3 separate regions of the Mus musculus genome follow, and all the other regions are linked to region 2. A link is a contact called in public HiChIP or PLAC-seq and promoter capture Hi-C data. All regions are on one chromosome and are shown on one strand. The core of a region is the stretch at or near the end of the contact, and the rest is flanking DNA. Distances in the headings are between cores, read along the strand shown. Region 1 overlaps Tsc22d1 (TSC22 domain family, member 1). Region 2 holds the start of Gpalpp1 (GPALPP motifs containing 1). Region 3 holds the start of Slc25a30 (solute carrier family 25, member 30).

Region 1 (3,520 bases), core at 883-3,382, 340 kb before region 2:
CCCACTGGGTAAGACAATTCAAGCAAGAAGAACAACAAAGACCTACAATGTAGATGATTTCAAAACCATGACTCACTCCTAATGACTGCCAAGAGGCTGGAATGATACATTTATCCCAAAGGCTACATAAATGTGAGACTACCAACGGTTTATCGCACAGTTTCCTAGCAAGAAGGCCCTCCTATAATATAAAGGCGCCAAAGAGTTAAGTTTAGGAACACTACAAAGGTAAGAGCTGATGACGCTGCCCAGTACTCCCCACTTCTGCAGGAACAATCAAAAGGCCTCTCTCACCCCGGGGGGGGGGGTGGGGGGGGTGGGGGGGGCAGGAGTGGCGCCCTGCAAACAGAAATGAGGCAGTGAGAGGCATGGACAGAATCTAGGCAGGTTTGTGGCATTCCCAAGCTCCCCCTGAATGCACAAGGCTTTTCAGGAACAGCCATCCCAGTTTCCTGTTCCCACACTGCCGCCAAGCCCGCCAAGCCTACTCTGGGCACTTCCCCACAAGTCCACTTTCTTCAGCTTTCGAACACATGAAAAATGGAAAAGTGCCAATCCCTTTCTTGAGGTGCCACCAAGCCTGAAAGGGAAAACATTCAGATCACACACACACACACACACACACACACACACACACACACACACAAAGCATGCACACACTTAAAAAACAACAACAACAAAAACCCACTGATACTGCTTTTATCACTAACTAGAGAAATGAAGGAGCTTAGGGGAGTCACGGCTCTGGTTACTTCCATTTTAAAAGAGAATTCTTTCAAGCTGGAGAGATGGCCCAATGGTGAAGAGCACTTGCTGTCCTTGGAGACAACCCAGTTCCCAGCACCCACAGGGGCAGTTCACAACCACCTGTCACTCCAGGCCCTAGGGATCTGAAGCCCTCTTCTGGACTCCACAAGTTAACTACATATTCATGGTGTACATATAGACAAGCGCTCTCTCTCTCTCTCTCTCTCTCTCTCTCTCTCTCTCACACACACACACACACACACACTTTTAAACTACCTTCAAGCTAAGTGTATTAGATATATTAGATACAATGAGAAGCAATGATAAGACCGACAACATCATGGGCCTCAGGAAGTCGGGCAGTACACAGAATATGTACTTTTAAATAGAGAAAAATCCCAACGGAGGAGCCCATCCACAAAGGATGGGGGTTAAGGAGAACTGGATGGTACATATGATGACAAACCAAAGGTACTTCTAACATGAGGAAATGTAGCTGAGCTCTAAAAGGGGAGTAGGGGACCTCCCAGTCACAGAAATCCCCTATGACAAGAGGGAGTAAGACATCGTGTCTTAAGCAAGCCAGCTGGAAGGCCAAATCATGGGGCTTGTCATTGTACAAAAATAAACACTTTTTTAAAATTGGGTTTAAGCAGGAGGCAGGCATGAAGAGCAAAGGCCATGGGAGCGGCTGAGGCAGGGTGATGCCCATCCGGGGTAGAGGCTGATGAGAAAAGACACTGAGAGAAGAGGTGTGAAGATCAGCTAAGCTTAGAGACCTCGGACAGAGGGGGAAACAGTCTCTCAACACCCGGTGCTGGGAACAACTGGGTGGGATACAGCAGGAAGAGAAGAACCGCAAGAAAAGAAGAAAACCCTGCTCACTCGCCTCACTTTTCCGTTCCAAATAGATCACAGACGTCAATGTAAACTCAACCGTTAAAACTTTATTGAAAGCAATACAGGGGGCTGTGGAGATTAGTTTTTTCTTGTTGTTATTGATTTTTGTTTTGTATAATAACTACCAAACTCATGGCATATTAGAGAGGCACAGCTCATTAAAATGAAACCTTTCTCTTCTCCCAGGCACCACTGGGTGAATGAAAGGTCAAGCCATGAAAGGAAGGCCATCTGGTAAGGACCCGGCGTTGGACTGGGACTTCAGTGCCACTGAGAAAATGACTTTTAGATGGGTAGCAGTTATGGATAGCTCGCCAAAGAGACAAGAGAACAAGACTCTGACAGAGTGCGACGTGGACTGGGGACCTGCAGATTAAAACAATGAAGAGCCACCGTGAGCCACCGTGAGCCACCGTGAGCCACTGTGAGCAGACAGACGCAGACACTGGCGCTGCCAGATGCTGGGGATGACGCCAAGTGACAGAACCGGTAGCCACAGCTGGCAAAGAATGCAAAATGAAAACGGCCACTTTACAGGACAGTCGCAGCCTGTGCTACAGAGGGAGGCTGAGAACGGGCACTTTGCCAGAAGAATTCAAACTTGGGTCCACATAAAGAAAGCAATGTCTGAACAATCATGGATGGTATTCCTCCTATCAGCCCCAAAGCCGCTGTGAGAAGCCATTCAATGCATAAACAGTAGCAAATATGTACGCCTGACAGGAGCTGATCTGCCACCAAAAAGAAAAGAAAGAAAGAAAAAACCATTCAGCTACATAGTGCCAATGAAAGCAAGCCAGTCTGCCCCGTCACACTGAAGGCAGGCAAACTGGCTGGGAAACGATTGGTGGGTGCCAGAGGTCACAGTGAGAAAAATTAATACCCAAAGACCACACATTTCCAAATTTGCTACAAAATTAACTTACGCATCATGTGTATAAAACTGCTTCTCCAACTGTGACAAATATGCCACTCACTAGGATAGTAATGGAGTGACATCAAGGGAGAGGTCAGGAGCTACTGAGGTGAGGCAGAGAAAGAGCAAGGTCTACACGTCTGTCACCTTCCTTTTCCTCAAAGAAGGGTCTGAGAAGGGCAAAAGGGTAAAAACTGGTGGACAGCCAGTGGCCAAAGAAAGCCACTGGTTTGCGTAAAACCATTTAAGCACAGAGAGAAGCGAGGACAACACGCCGAGCCCTGAAGCTCATCCATGGCTGGGGTGGAGAGCAATGGCAACTTGAGAGACAGGAAGAGAGAGAAGAGAGAAAACATGAAGTCACAGAAGCCAACAGAGTGCACTTCAGGAAGTACAAGAGTTCAAACCAAGGCTGTGCTTGCACAAGGTCAGACAGAGAAAGTCATGAGCTGCTGTGTTTGGCAACAGAGGGGGCCTTGATGACTGTCCACAGTCATCACGGTGGTGCAGGTGCAGGAAGCAAAAGCCAGGCTGGGACAGACTGAAGAGAGACAGAATCTGAGAAGCTGTGACAGTACAAATAGACCAGTCTGGGTGTCCAAGGTGCGGTGACTGGAGACAATGTGTAAGGAAAAGTCGAGTGGACTTCCTTCTGCTCTAAGCCCACAGGGAGGTGAGCTGACCCGCATCACCATTTGGTCTGAAACTCGATGGAGCCAGTCAACTCCAGCCTCAACAACGCACTGTAGGAAGCCTTTCTGTGAGAAGCTGCTTGTCTCCAAGGAGCGCTTCTCGGAGCTGGCACTGGGCAGTTTTCAATCATTTCTAAACCTGTTAAGACTCCAAAAGCCTTCTTTACTAAAAACTGGTGTATGAAAGTCTAACAGATACTTACAGTGGGCCTGGGGCCAGGGCTCAGGGAGAAAGAATGCATGCTGCTCTCAGAAGACCCAAGTT
Region 2 (3,710 bases), core at 7-2,506:
TGACAGTTACAACTTAATATATAGAGCAGTAACATTCAAGTTCAAAAGGCCACATTTATCATCTTGGAATTACCTTCGTTTTCTGTTTTCTGTTTTGAGGCAAATTGAATTTTGCATCATGTGATCGTGGAAAATAAGAATGTGTAACTAAAAAAGAAAAGAGGGTTTCATTTAAGATTGCAAAGGTACAATTGTTTATTGATCATTTTTTTCTTAGATTAAAAACAAAAACTGTGTAGGTAGCATGGAGTGCAGGTACTCTTGGAGGCCAGAAGAAAGCTATCGGCTCCTCTGAGGCTGGAGTTACAGGCAGTTGAGAGCCCAGTGTGGATGTTGAGAACCGAGCTTTGGTCCTCTGCAAGAGCAATAGAGTCTCATCGCCAACCCATTTCTCCACCTCCCCCCCAATCAATCCTTTTCTAATGCATACATACAATCATTACTTCCTAATACCTAGTTTTATCTCCTGTATCGCGTCTTCCTACACTGAGGGGATAGGAAGCTCTCAAAAGGTATGGATTTTTGTATGTTTTGTTTACTGCTATGCAAGTAGTCCCCAGTTTTATAGTTGGGTTAAATTAATAAAATTTTGGATGAGCAGGTGGCAGGAAACCTAGTGAGACACATTTTGAATACTCATTACCAGCCTCCAAAACTACAGCGCAAAGCTGAGAGATAAAAAGAGAAAGCTGGGAGAGGAAAGAAAGAGAAAGTAAAGTAGGGCCACTAGGAACTGCAGCTTACCCGGAGATTGGTAAGACGTGTGGTACGTGGAAAAACCATTAGGAGACAATCCCCAGTACCAAGGCGTGGAGGCTTGCAAATTCCAGGCCTGCTGGCCGCTGAACTGAGATTGAGCATCGGGCGGAGCCTGGGCATCGAAAGGAGGCTGCGCCGCGGGAAGAATCTGAGCATCGAACGGTGGAAGCGCTCCGGAGGGAGGCTGGGGCAGCACGTGAGGCTGTCCCTTCCGGCTCTGCTCCGAGCCCGCCACTGGGGACGACAGAGGAGGTGGTGGCGGCGGCAGCATGGCCCAGTACACCCAGTTGTCCCGCGGCGGCGCAGCTTCGCTCGGAGTCCCGGGCGCGGGAGTCAGATCCGGGGCCGAAGGCCACACGGCGGGTGCCGGTTCAGCCATGCCACCTAGCAAGCAGCGAGCCCAAAGTGCAACTGTGGAACTATCATTAAGCGTCACTTCCGTTACAGTAATCTGGCCAATGAGCCCATCGCGGGCTTACGTCATCAGACAAAGCCGGAAAAACCTTCGGGCCTTGCAGCAAATCCTGGTCTACACCGTCCAGCCTGGGTTTAGCTAAACTGCGTGTGCAGGTTGGCTTGGGCTTTGAGCGACTGTGCGTCGCAGCGAATGGCTAGGGACCTGATCGGGCCGGCACTGCCGCCAGGCTTCAAGGAGCACGCGACAGTTGAGGACGAGGAACGGGACCCGAGCCCGGGTAAGCAGCAGCGGGCGTCTGCACTCCCGGGAAGGACTGGCGACCACCGTGGAGTGGGCGCGGTCCGCCCTGGGGGAAAAGCTGGGCAACGCCTGAGTGTTTGGGACCCGATCATCGTTAAAATGACTATACAGTCCCAATTTGCTATTATTACGAATAGGACTGTGCTAACTGATCAATCTTCGTCCGGTCGTCTGTTTAACCCTTCCATCAACTGTATAAGAAAAGATGATGGATGGTGCATGTGTTACAAATGATGACAGCGGCTGATGAATCGGTGCCTAAGACACGCAGCTAGTCCGTGATGAAGCCCAAGTTAGAACCTAGTATCTCTATATCTTCAGATTTACAAGACTCTTGCCAAAGATCCTGTGCCTCTCTCCTCCCCGGCCTGACTTCCCGACCTCATTCTATCATTCCATCTTACACAGCAGCCCAGTGCCCACACAGTTCGAGTTTATGCTTTGACGATAGACTTTTGGGGGTGCTATGGTTGTACTTAAATGCCTGACAAAACGTCCTTCATATACCAGTTTAAGCGTCACCTTCCCGAGCATTGTCACGTCTTCCTCCGGGTTTTCCTCTCCCCAGTTACGCTAATATTTAACACATTCTGTTCAACTAATTTGTGGATATCTCAGTCTCCACCAATTCACTGTGTCTTGCAACCTTAACATGCATCTATGCCACATCAATACCTCGCACACTCTTTCATGCTTTTCCGGCTTTAGTGTTTGTTCCAGTTTGAAGGCCGGCGCTGACTCTACTTGGGAAAGAACAAAACTGACAGAATGTTGATCTGACTTTGTTTTTCTGGCTACCCAGAGACTATGTCTCCGGCAGATTCTTCCTTCCAGATCTTATTTCTAGTGCCGTTATTTTTAAAAATTCCCTTTATTCTTTGTTTTAGGAAGGAAATTTCTACCCAGTTAGGTTGAAGAAGTATGAGTGAATTCAATTTGGTAAATCCCCTGCAATTTCTTTACCTATTGTACAGGTAACAGACATTTGGGTAGATTCTGGTTTTGTTTTTGTTTTTAACTCTTACAAAGAGTGCCACTATGCACTGTGTATGTGTGTGCATGTGTATCTATCTGTCTGTCCGTCTATCTATCTCCTCTGTTATACACCCTCAGTTTCAGAATCCTACCAGTTTACCAAAGCCCTCAGTGAGTATAGGAGTTCTGATTGTTCCATGTTCTCCCTAATCATTTTCCTCTGTCTTTTCAATCTGGTGTTTTGAAGCCATATTTTGTAGTAATTTAAACTTGTATTTTCTTGTGAGAAATTAAATTGAACACTTTTCTAATTTTTTATTATCTTTTTACCACTGTGCTCTGATAGTCTTTTGCTTATTTCTTATTGAAATTTCTTTTGTCTTCTTGATCTGTAGTTTGTAAAATTGGCATACACAGCATTAGGTTCCATTATTTATATTCATGTGTTTGTGTGTGGGTATGTGCGTGTGAATGCAAGTACCTGAAGAGAACAGGAGTTGTGTGGACCCTTGAAACTGGAGTTACAGGCAGTTGGGAGCCTCCAGATGTGGGTGCTGAGATCTGAACTTGGGGCCTCTGCAGTGTACACTCTTAACTGCTGCCTGAGCCATCCTTAAGACCGAATTATGTCATTTTTTAAACAAAACTTTTTGTTAATTCTTCTTCCCACCCCCTCTTATCTCTTTTAGCCTTCAGGCATCTCCCATAACCTCCTTTCCCCTTCTGTGTCTCATGTGTGTCCCCTATTCTTCAATACCTCTTTTAACCCCCTCATAATCTCTTTTCTAGTTTCATAGCTTATATCCGTACTCAGCCCACTTAATATGCACTTGTATGAACATCAGAGAGGACTGTGTATTTGCCTTTCTGAAACTGGGTCACCTCACTATAGAACACTTTCCAGTTATATCCACTTTTCTAGAACTTTTGTGACTTCATTTTTATTTACAGCTGAGTAAAATCCCACTGTGTATTTTACACCATATTTCTGCTATCCATTTATCTGTTGATGGACATTTAGACTGGCTTCATTTCCTTCCTCTGTGTTGTGACTAGGGCATCAGTAAACACAGATATGCAGGTGTTGCTATTGCTGGTTAGTGGTCTTTTTGTCAGCTTGACATAAGCTTTTGGTCATAATTTTTCATCACAGCAATAGTAACCCTAACTAAGGCACTAGGTTTTTTCTTTCATGTTATCATAAGATATTTATTGGATCTATTACATTCGCTATTTTAAAGCATACTTTTCAGTGGCA
Region 3 (3,745 bases), core at 570-3,069, 320 kb after region 2:
TGTCCATAGAGGTCATGATCACACGTGAACGAACACACATGCACTTGCACACACATGCACACGAAATATTCATAACATAAGCAGGAATAACTAAACCTAAGAACAATTTAAAAAATATCTGCGGTGAGAGGCATATTGTTTGTGAGGGTAACACTGATGGTCAACCTGACAGATCTAGAATCAAGGTTCCTGGGATACCCATGAGGTATTATCTAGATTAGGCATGCCTGTGAGGGATGTGTGGGGGCAGGGAAACTGAAGTGGGAAGACTCCCCCTGAATGTGGCCAATACCTTCTATCAGAAGCTGATATACAAGGAGCCCCAAGGGAAAACCCTTTGCTTGCTTGCCTTTGCCTCTTGCTAGTGAGCGCTTCTGTCATTGCTTCTAAATTCCTTTGCTGGCACCAGAACCAGGCTTCATTGGCTCTCCAAGATGGACTGAAGGCCATTGGTTCTACAGGAGCCTTGGCATCAGATTGGGACTACTGAGGCACCCAGGCTGCTGGTATGAGCAGCTGCCAGGTCCCCCAGCCTTTTCACATTGCAGGCAGCCATCCTTGGACTGACTACCCAGACCATATCATGTGAGGTGGCTGAATAAATCCCCTTTGAATATAGTCATTATATTGGTTCTTTTTCTAAAGAGAACCCAACTACACTGTTTTATGTTATGTGACACAATATAAAAGGAAACACACAGAAGAACTTTATAACAAAACTTTCCAAGGACAATCGGCAAGGACTATTGAGAACTGGTTTTGAGAACTGGTAGGCATTGTGCTGGAGAGCAGAGAGTGCTAGACGATAAAACATCCCCAGGACACAGAAGCAAGGGCTTCCAAGAAACAAACCCAGCAGTCCACATCCGTTTTCAATGCAAAGAGGAGGGGCTTTGTTGAGGAGATAGGAACCTTGAACAAGCCGCATCTTGCTCTATGCACCTTGCTCCGTAGGTAACAATGACAAACTGGCAGAGTGCATGTCCAGAAATGAAGGAAGTCTTGTGAATATCCGCCATTGTTCTAAAGGTTTCTAAATTTAATCACGAGGAAATAATCCCACGAATCCAGAACTTGACAAGACAATTGGTCTGGACCGCAACTATGCCAAAGTTAAGAAGAGTTTAGGAAACTAGAGGCTCCGGTCAGATTGTAAATAAATAGCTAATGAAAAAAAGAAAAAGAAAACGAGAGCTCTGGTTTAAGAAGTTTACGAGAGGTGAATTCAGATGCATTGGGTTGATTTTTAGTAGCTCCCGAGTTTCCTGTGCGCATGTGTGGATGACCTTTTGAGACAGCAAGGGGATATAAATATTATCATATTTATATGGGATATGATTGAAAATGTACTCAGTCTCTTGTATATGATAAGTGGTAATTTTTCAAGAGTTCGGTGTGAAAGGAATAGACACAGAAAGAATGCAAGAGTTGCGAAATGCTAGCGTTGGTGAGTCTGGGCTCTCAGTTTTCAGTCAGCACATTTCAAATTATAAAGCTCTATGTTAAAAACAGTGAACGCAAGATGATTCTTTGCGACTGCCGAGGTTCTGGGAGACACGGAGAAGCCCCTCTGAAGAAGAGTCTGTGGCTTCCCGGCTTCCCCTTCACAGACCGAAGGCAGTGGGGAGCAGCGAGCAGCCCGCAGCTCGGTTCCCAGCAGTGAGAGCCTGAGAACCCCAGTCTGGTTGCTTCTGGGACCCGCTCTTCCTGGGTCTCCTTGGCTGTGGCTGGAGGCGTGGCCTTGAGGGAGCCGGTGTCGACAGTGACCAATGAGAACGTGGTGTGGGCGTGTCCGGGCGAGAAGCGGGCGGAGCCGTTCCCGGCTTGGGCCGCGCCCGCCGTTCGGCGGCCTTTTCTTCCGCTCCCGCACCGAGGTGCTCCCAGGCGGCTGCACTGGCTCCGAGGAGTAGCAGGAGGAGCTCCGCCGCGGGGTGAGTTCCCGGCCGCGCTGCTGCCTTGTGGACCTGGCCAGAGAACCGCTGCGGCGGGTTTGCTCCGGGCTGAAGTGCGCTGGGGTTCGCGGGCTGGGGTTCGGTGGGTACGAGGTTCCGGAGCCCGGGCTCGCTCTGGGACCCGGGCTCGCTCCCGGGTTCTAGTGGTTCTGCGGGATCTGCGGAGGATGGCTGAGGGGGGCGTCCGGGAGGCTCAAGGGTTGCACCCTTTGCTGCGACACTTCTTCCTCCCACCGGTGTGCGCCCCTCCCATCCGTGGGCAGAGACGGTGCAGCTTCAGCACCCGCGAGCTCAGTACCCGGGATAGGGCTCTTCATCCATTGAATTGCTGGTGTAGGGCTGGGGATGTTGCTCAGTGGTTGAGCTATTTATTGTATACAGGGTCCCGGGTTCAATCATCAGCGTTGCTAAATAGGCGGTTAATAAACAATGTCCATTTTCTTTAAGGTAATGGGGCGCGCGCGTACACACACACACACACACACACACACACACAAATTGCTCGTGAAACAACAAGCTAGGTTGCTGCTTGCGAGTTCGCAAGAACCTGTCAAATGAATTGCTCGAAAAGTTAACGTGCTAATGCGTTTTAAAGGCTTTTTAGGTGTAATTTCAGGCAAAACACTCAGTAGTCAGGATTGTTCTTGCCTAAGAATAGCAAAACAATGCTAGAACGAACGCCCTTGTAGATTCTACATTCGGAGATGTGTTAGTGTGAAGCTGAAAGGCATGGATTTAGATCTTAGCAGTGGCACTGCCAACTTTTGTAACATGGGCTTAATTATCTCGTGAAAAAATGGTACTATTTCTAAAATGTTTTTAAAACACCATATTTCATAAGTATGTGTTGAGTTTGGTTTTTTCTTTTTTTTACCTGTACACTTAAAAAAAGATTCACCCAGTCTTATTTATGTGTCTGTGAGTTTATATGCGAAGTACTTTTGGAAGTCAGAATGCATCAGATTCTCTAAAACAGGAGTTCTAAGCAGGTGTGAGCCACTTGATGTGGATAGTGGGAATCGAACCCTGGTCCTCTGGAAGAACAGGCTGAGCCATCTCTCGGCCCCTCACTGTGTGCTTTTAATGAAGAATAGGAATAGGAAAGGCTTATGAAAAGACAGTGTAATGGGGGAGAGATTTATGAGAACACGAAGGGAAGAGTATGTGATTACGGTTTAAGACTGTACACTGAAAGAACAGACCAAAATGAAAATGATTTATTAATTATATAAGAGGAACTTGGAGAGCCCGCAGAAGTACTAGCAGTGCCAATTTTAAAGAATAATCGTACAAAGCAGTGAGTTTCATCACACTGACTTCATAGCTTTGTTTCTCATCCTACCCACCCGCCCCCTCCCTCCATCGACTGCCTGCCCAGTTAGAGCCCTTCTACTTTCTTTTTTTTCTCATTTTTTAAAATATTTTTTATTATGTATTTTCCTCAATTACATTTCCAATGCTATCCCAAAAGTCCCCTATACCCTCCCCCCCCCACTTCCCTACCCACCCATTCCCAATTTTTTGGCCCTGGCGTTCCCCTGTACTGGGGCATATAAAGTTTGTGTGTCCAATGGGCCTCTCTTTCCAGTGATGGCCGACTAGGCCATTTTTTGATACATATGCAGCTAGAGTCCAGAGCTCCGGGGTACTGGTTAGTTCATAATGTTCCACCTATAGGGTTGCAGATCCCTTTAGCTCCTTGGGTACTTTCTCTAGCTCCTCCATTGGGAGCCCTGTGATCCATCCATTAGCTGACTGTGAGCATCCACTTCTGTGTTTGCTAGGCCCCGGCC

What was found. Promoter capture Hi-C pulls out the DNA fragments that hold promoters and counts their contacts. HiChIP or PLAC-seq counts read pairs in DNA pulled down with a chosen protein or histone mark.
Region 1: a contact with region 2 is called in a promoter capture Hi-C map of neural stem cells. The contact joins the enhancer-like site here to the promoter of Gpalpp1 in region 2. A contact is called at or near these places in 15 of 39 promoter capture datasets (the 3T3-L1 cell line, 3T3-L1-derived adipocytes, the HPC-7 cell line and 10 more), 1 of 484 Hi-C or Micro-C datasets (bone marrow-derived macrophages), 24 of 115 datasets of contacts at active chromatin or transcription factors (bone marrow-derived macrophages, craniofacial prominence, embryonic basal ganglia and 17 more) and 3 of 9 other capture datasets (adipose tissue, embryonic stem cells and liver).
Region 3: an H3K4me3 HiChIP or PLAC-seq map of bone marrow-derived macrophages shows a contact between it and region 2, with 5 times the contacts expected there. The contact joins the promoter of Slc25a30 here to the promoter of Gpalpp1 in region 2. A contact is called at or near these places in 2 of 39 promoter capture datasets (the SN4741 cell line and erythroid cells), 4 of 115 datasets of contacts at active chromatin or transcription factors (bone marrow-derived macrophages, memory CD8 T cells, pancreatic cancer cells and 1 more) and 2 of 9 other capture datasets (adipose tissue and liver).

What each region holds. Positions count from the first base shown.
Region 1 is chr14:76,451,828-76,455,347 of GRCm38.p6, reverse strand. All of the region lies in intron 1 of Tsc22d1 (TSC22 domain family, member 1), which reads right to left. Among named protein-coding and RNA genes, the nearest start is that of Tsc22d1, 38 kb to the right of the region's middle. Within about 2 kb of position 2,132, at least 20 of the 459 cell types and tissues checked have an H3K27ac peak or open chromatin away from gene starts, as enhancers often do. A contact at or near this core is called in neural progenitor cells, neural stem cells and stem cell-derived neural progenitor cells, where this site is marked.
Region 2 is chr14:76,108,361-76,112,070 of GRCm38.p6, reverse strand. Gpalpp1 (GPALPP motifs containing 1) reads left to right here and starts at 1,256. Exons shown (of 8, transcript NM_026177.3): 1 at 1,256-1,454. The coding sequence starts at 1,367. Nufip1 (nuclear fragile X mental retardation protein interacting protein 1) reads right to left here and starts at 1,180. Exons shown (of 10, transcript NM_013745.5): 1 at 745-1,180; 2 at 74-147. The coding sequence starts at 1,138.
Region 3 is chr14:75,785,111-75,788,855 of GRCm38.p6, reverse strand. Slc25a30 (solute carrier family 25, member 30) reads left to right here and starts at 1,819. Exons shown (of 10, transcript NM_026232.3): 1 at 1,819-1,931.